Regions from separate parts of the Triticum aestivum genome. Here region 2 is linked to region 1. A link is a contact called in public Hi-C data. All regions are on one chromosome and are shown on one strand. Each heading gives the region's core, a stretch centred on a gene start, on an enhancer-like site or on the middle of the called end of the contact. The rest is flanking DNA. Distances are from core to core; before and after follow the strand shown.

The links. Hi-C and Micro-C count contacts between places; a contact is called where the count stands out from the background.
Region 2: a contact with region 1 is called in a Hi-C map of leaf, with 5 times the contacts expected there. The contact joins the promoter of LOC123070384 here to the promoter of LOC123070383 in region 1. A contact is called at or near these places in 3 of 5 Hi-C or Micro-C datasets (all in leaf).

The regions. Positions count from the first base shown.
Region 1 is chr3B:463,926,093-463,929,617 of IWGSC CS RefSeq v2.1, reverse strand. LOC123070383 (5'-nucleotidase SurE) reads left to right here and starts at 2,139. Exons shown (of 10, transcript XM_044493587.1): 1 at 2,139-2,542; 2 at 2,719-2,813; 3 at 2,917-2,984; 4 at 3,070-3,113; 5 at 3,191-3,268; 6 at 3,386-3,525. The coding sequence starts at 2,250.
Region 2 is chr3B:464,496,302-464,499,735 of IWGSC CS RefSeq v2.1, reverse strand. It overlaps LOC123070384 (mitochondrial carrier protein CoAc1), which reads left to right and starts at 1,478. Exons shown (of 7, transcript XM_044493588.1): 1 at 1,478-1,954; 2 at 2,730-2,815; 3 at 2,907-3,114. The coding sequence starts at 1,787.

The sequences.
Region 1 (3,525 bases), core at 890-3,389:
CAAGGAAGATGTTCATACAACACCAACGATACAATATTGAAGTCTTCCTCAAGAGGACAAGTGATGGGCGGTCAATCATCCACAAGCACTAGCCTAAAGTTGGCTCAATATTCGCTTTCCGCTACAACAATTTTCCAGATGAGTCATCTGTCTATTTACCGTCTATGATGCTAATTTCAAAGGTTTTAGATGTTGCATGTAAAAGTTTGTAACAAATTCATATTAACTCGAAAAAATGCAAATAATATAGTAAAACATACAGAAAAAGATCACTTATATGTGCATGTCATTTACATTCATGACAAAAGGCAACACTTTTGTCATGAATGCAAATGACATGTACATATAGATGATGTCTTTCTGGACATTTTGATATCTTATTTGCATTTTTTCCAGTTAATATAAATTTGTTATGAAAATTTTAATGTGATGATAGACGACCGAAGGTAGCAAGCGTGAGGCCAACTCCATTTGGGTAGGGCAATGGGGTCGTGTCCGGATAGTTTCTGGGATGCGGTGGCCGTGCACCCAGCGCGTGGACGCATCCCGGCCGCATCTTGTCCGCGGGCACTTTTCTTTGCAAGTCCTTTAAACTTTTTTTCATCATTCATTTTTGATACATGACAATACACCATCATATTTTGACTAGCAAAGCAAGACCAAAGAAAACAAGAACCACAAGAATACATTTGAGAAGATACCCAACTTTCATAACTGCTCCCTTGAGTTGGGTTAGGGCCTTCTCGGTGCACTCATTGTTGATCTGTGGAGGAGGCTCGACGTTGCACCCTCCTTTCTTCTTCAAGCCAGAAGTCGATGTTGCTTCCTCACACGTAGTATCGTGCCTAGCCTCTAATCTAGCAACAAGTGCACTTGTCTCATCTACAGCCTCTAGGCTAGCTAAAAGTGCACGAACATGTACTAGATTTCACTCTATCAATATATTGATGTACTCTTCTTCCCAATACCAAAACTTGTATCCATTCTACACAATAAAACTTAAAGTTAGCACAACTAGTCTAATCCGAGAGCACAAACCGAAGCTAAAAAGAGCACATACCTCATCGTTTAAGCACTTGATGAACATCCATTCGGGATGCTCCGGCGTTGTAGACACGCGGCGCACGACCATCCTTGGGCAGTGGTCACACTTGATGAGGGACAACGGTGCGCCGACGAGCTTTTGGGCAAGCACCGAGCCCGGCCGACCGTCATTCGTGTATCTGCCGGCGGACCACCGACTGTGCAGATCCGAGCGGCTAGAGGACGAGTCACTGCCTGCATGTGGCCTTGCGGCCCTGCCAGGGCCTTCCGGCGACGTGCCCGGCCAGTCCATGGCGCGGCCCGGCCTCCCACAGCAGGGCGAGCTCAAGACCAACCGGATCCGCCCCAAATTCGGCTGGCGGGTGCGCAAACCAGGTGGCCGTGGTTGGGTAGCTCGGCGGCGACGAGGGAAGGGGCTGGGCGAGCGCGCGTCCGAGTTGTGCGGCTGCAATGGCAGCGCCGACGGCGGCGGCGGCGAGGGAAAGGTGGGGAAGAGTGGAGAAGAGTGGAGTGGGGTGCAGCCGGAGGGAGGGAGGGGGGCGGATAGAAAAAGGCCCGCCCTGTGCCACCGACGGGCGGGCCAGGGGAGGACATGCGCAGACAGCCGACGCGTCCGCGTGGTGTCTGTTTCACCCCAAAAGCGGCGCAAACTTGGGTCGTGGATGGGTCGAAAACGGGCACAAAACGGACAAAAGTCCATTTGCTCCCGCGCGCTGGGCCGCCCGGTTTGTCCGTTTTACCTCAAACGGACGGGCCGGACAGGATAGGGTCATGGATTTGGCCTGACACGAGGGTTTTTCAAAACTAGGGACAAATCAAACGGATGGGATCGGGCATAAAATTATTATATATGTAAAAAAACAGTCGGAAGTTTACAATCGAAGATCGTGGAGTAGGTAACCCAAGAAAAGAGACTGAAGGGTGAGATTAACTAACGAACGATGACACTTGACAAAGCAATTTTGGCACACTTTTGCTTGAGCAGTACTTGACTTTTCCCTCAAATCTGTGCGGGTCAAAAAGACGCTCGCTCGACACGTAAAGCGGGCCCGGTCTGGATAAATCCATAAACTATGCGCGCCCACCCCATTCCACTCCATTTTCCTCCTCCGCTTCGCCTGGAACATTTGCCTCTTCCTCCCTCCCTCCGTACCCCCCTCCCCCTCTCTCTCTCCCAACGCCCGTCCATCTCTCCGGCGAAACCGATGGCCGCGAGCTCAGGCGACGAGTCCCGGAGGCCCAATCCCCTCCCCTCGGGGCTCGTGTCCAATCTGCAGTCCGTCCTCGCCTCCCGCCGCCCGCCTTCGCCCGAGGACGCCGGCTCCACCGCGGCCGAGGCCGAGGCCCCGACAGCGGAGACGGCGGCCGATGACGCGCCGGCTAAGCCTGTCGTACTTCTGACCTGCGCCGGCGGGATCCAGTCGCCGGGTCTCGTGGCGCTCGTCGACGCCCTCGTCAAGGGCGGCCGATGCGACGTCCACGTGTGCGCCCCTGAATCGTATGTCCCCCAATCCGAACGCCCAACCTCCTGATTTCTCGTTACATTTTTCTCTTGAGATTCATCGTTCTGGCTGGATTTTTTTGTGAACTGCTGTAACTCCCTAATCCATCATTAATCATCATCCCTGTGGTTCTTAGAGCAATTTAATCACAATATTTTTCTTTAATTTGAAGGGACAAGCCTGTCTGTGGTCACTCCATTACCATCCGGGAGACTGTGTCTGCGACATCCGTCCATTTTACAGGGGCGAAGGCTTTTGAGATATCAGGTGAGGGTTCTTCGTCCATTTGTGCGCCATTTGTATCATTACCATTTCTCATCTGTTGGGTATTGAGTTTCCTCTATGCCAATTACGATGACTCTTAATGTAGGGACGCCTGTGGATTCTATCTCATTGGCATTATCTGGGAGGCTATTTTCTTGGTCGGCACCTGCTTTGGTATTGTGCTTGTTAACTATGCTTAGGGGAAAAGGTGGATTTATTATCCTTTGTCATTGAGAGGATGATTCCATTTGGTTTGCAGGTGATCAGTGGTATCAATACTGGGTCAAACTGCGGCTATGAGATGTATGCTCTTGTTTCACAAGTGGCCCATTTATAGTCTGTTTCAGTTTAGTTATGTAATTGATTACAAATCTGTGTAGGTTCCACTCTTCTGCCATTGCTGCTGCAAGAGAGGCTTTAATGTGTGGGGTACCTTCAATTGCAATCTCATTGAATTGGTGGGTATGCGATTAGTCACATTAAAACTGTGTCCCAAATCTACTATATCATTTCTGGTATGGTTTATTCACTCGGTAAACACAAGCTAATAACAAGTGGTGCATATATGCAACTAGGAAGAAGGATGAAACCAAAGACAATGACTTCAAGGATGCAGCTGGGCTGTGTTTGCCACTGATACATGCTGCCTTGGCAGATATTGAGAAGGGAACTTTCCTCAAAGGGTGCCTGCTGAATGTTGGGGTTCCAAGCTCGC
Region 2 (3,434 bases), core at 229-2,728, 570 kb before region 1:
TACATGAGCTTGGCTCAACGGCAACGATGGCCGCGCCACCCAGACTACACGGTAGTTCGCAGACAAAAACTTCACATCCAGCTCAACAAGATTAGTTTTAACATTTTAAACATTCCATTGCTTGGAGCAATAGAATGGCAGGTATGTCGTGTGGTGGCTCGGCTCATCGCCTTGAGATTTGTCACGCTCAAACGCATTAGGATCATATGGACATCGTGATCACTGTCATCACCGAGGGTGAAAAGAAGGATAAGCAACGACACGGGTAGAATGGCATGTTCGAGGGTTTTGAGCCATATTTGTTGGGCTAGAGAGTAGAAGTGTGTTGTTTTTTTTCTCTCGTTGCAACGCAGGGGCGTGTTTGCTATTCGAATTTAGTAATAGAGGAGTAATTAATTCTGGCGGTACGTCACGGAAATTGCCCCTAGTGTTGCAAAATATTACCCACTGATGCCACCTATAAGTGATAAAAGATGTTCTACGCAGGGTAATCCCCCGCCTAGCCCGACCCTTTTGTGCCGGCCCATGTCCGGGCGGCCTTTTTTCTAAATTTCAGTTTCAATTTTTTTATTTTTCTTTTCTGTTTTTTTACTTTAAATAATTCGGGACTTTCAAAAAGTTTCATTTTAAAAAAAATGTGTATTTTGAAATAAATTATTTAATAAATCATAAAATGTTTGTGTATTCAAAAAATATTCATGATTTTGTGAAAAAATGTTTACTTATTCAAAAAAGTTCAAAATTTTAAAAACAAATGTTCCGGAAATGTTCATGCATTTCAAAAAATGTTAGTTAATTAAAAAAATGTTTGTGAATTTCAAAATTTGTTTCATCCATTTCCAAAAAAAGTTCGTCGATTCTAGAAATGTTTGCCAATTCAAGAAAAATGTTTAAAAGATATTTGCAAATAGTACAAAATGTTCTTTATTTTAGAAAATGTTCAAAAATTTGTTAAAGTGTAAATGAATTTGAAAGATGTTCATGATTTCAAATATGTTCATGAGTTTTAAAAAGTTTTCATGATTCCAAAATTGTTCATGATTTTACCAAATTGGGAGTGATAGTGTATCTTGGTGATGTAGCAAAATATGTTTATGGCCATTGAAGATTATGTTTTTTTTCGTTGCAACGTACGAGACTTTTTGCTAGTTAGTGCCAAAACGGATAAAAACTCATTACTACCCCTTTAAAAAATTATTATTACCAGATGATTCCTTCATACTCCTTCGGTGTAATATCTTTTTGCATTGACGTTGCACAAATCGGATATGTTTCCGCCGAACGATGGGCGGATTCTCAAAAATGGAAAAATGCGATTTGGACTCTTCACGTGTACGACTCCTTGGACTGCACGTTTCGGAACAAGACTCGCCAGACATTTCCATGCACGGGTAGTAGGGCGCCCTGCTTTCCTGGCAACCGGCGTTGATATTTAAGGTTTGGCCGCGAAGATTCTCCCGCATATTACTCATCGCCCCTTCGGCCACCGCCACCACGCCACTTCCCCCGTCCTACCTCAACATTTATTTTTATTATATATAATAAATCTCCGAAAAAAGGAGCAAGAGCAAACAGCAAATCGACCCCCGTGGCCGTGGGAAGCAGGGCGTCGCCTCGGTCAAATCCGGCGGCGGCGGAGGGGGAGTCGTGGGCCGCAAGGCTGGGCTGGCCTGACCGGACCGCCGCGCGCGTGACCCGCCCGGTGGGATCCTTCGGGCCGGCGCCCCAGGAGGATATTCTTCGCGCTGGGGGTGCTTGATTTGGATGAAAGGAGCGCGCCGTCGGCATGGGTACCCCCTCGCAGGGCTCGGCTGCCGTGGCGGCGGCCCGGGTCGACCTCTGCGCGCTCGACCTCATGCCCGTCTTCGCCAAGGAGATGATTGCCGGTGGGGTCGCCGGTGCTTTCTCCAAGACTGCCATCGCGCCGCTCGAGCGCCTCAAGATATTGCTACAGGTTCGTTCTGCACCTCGGCCCACATGGATCATAGAGATTTCGTTCATTGAGTTTTCGTGGGTGTGCGGCTTTAGGCATGATATGTCAACGTCAAGATTGTTGTTAGTCGAAAGGCGATTTTGAAGCCTTGTGAATGTGATAACACGCTCCTTAATATTGAGAAGGACACGCTTCTCCTAAGCCTGTGATTGAATGTGACTGCACGTCCCTTGACACGAGTTCCGTGTCAATGAAACTGATGCGCAAGTGTGCCTTTGTGCATCAGTTCTGTTGACATAGAACATTAGCTCTGTGTCAGTGAAACCGATACATGGCACGCCTGGCAGTTGCAGACTTGCAGATGTGAGGCTGTGCTAGACGCGCTTCTACATTCTGTGCCATAAACATGCCTAGGTCTATTAACGTTGTTCCATTAAGCATGAGAGATTTTGGAGGGCTGCGTCGCTGGGATATGGTCATGAGAGATTTTCTCAGCATTCTGAGATCTTCTCCATGCAACATGTGGTGCCATTTGGTGAATCCTCTTATTCATCTTTTGTAAAGAAGGCTATTCTTGATGTGACAGGTAGCAAGTTCCACTTCCATAGGATTGATAGTGTCTGCTTCCATTGGTCTTTTATATGCAAGAGGCAGCAGTAGCTACCAGCTGCTTCATTGGTTTTGCATGCCTAATTTGTGTGTGATACTATTTTGGGAGGTTTAGATGTTCTCATTCAAGTTATAAGTTTCTAAATGATTATGATTGCTAACACATTCTTACTTTCTGATTCTGCAGACTAGAACAAATGAGTTCAGGTCTCTCGGAGTTCTGAAATCCTTGAATAAACTGAGAAAACATGATGGCGTCTTGGGATTTTACAAGTATGTTGCAGTTCAAGTCATTACTTGTATACTATTATTACAGAAGATGCATATAATATGTTCAGCTAACCATGTCTTGGTACTACTTCAGGGGAAATGGTGCCAGTGTGTTAAGAATTGTTCCTTATGCTGCATTACATTATATGGCGTATGAGCGATACAGGTGTTGGATCTTGGGTAACTGCCCTACACTTGGCACAGGACCTGTGGTAGATCTTTTAGCAGGCTCAGCATCAGGGGGGACTGCAGTCTTGTGCACTTATCCCTTGGACTTGGCTAGGACCAAGCTTGCATTCCAGGTATTGTACTGTGTGCTCACATTTTAGTTGTTGTTGTTGTTGTTGTTGTTGTTGTATTACTGTGTACTCCTGTATGCAAAAACGATCTTCAAACTGATACCCAACGAATTGGTGAAAGGCACTTCTATAACTTTGTCCCCTCCCCCCCTCTCCTGCCTCTCCCTGGACATACTTGTACGCTCACACGTACTGCACAAACAGATATACACCCCTGAATATAGAGAACTGGTTCCTCGAAGAACTTTGAGGCGTGATTTCGCTGACATGGATGTAGGTTTGTCACGTATGGTACCTTAAGTCACCAAATTTTGCTATGATGA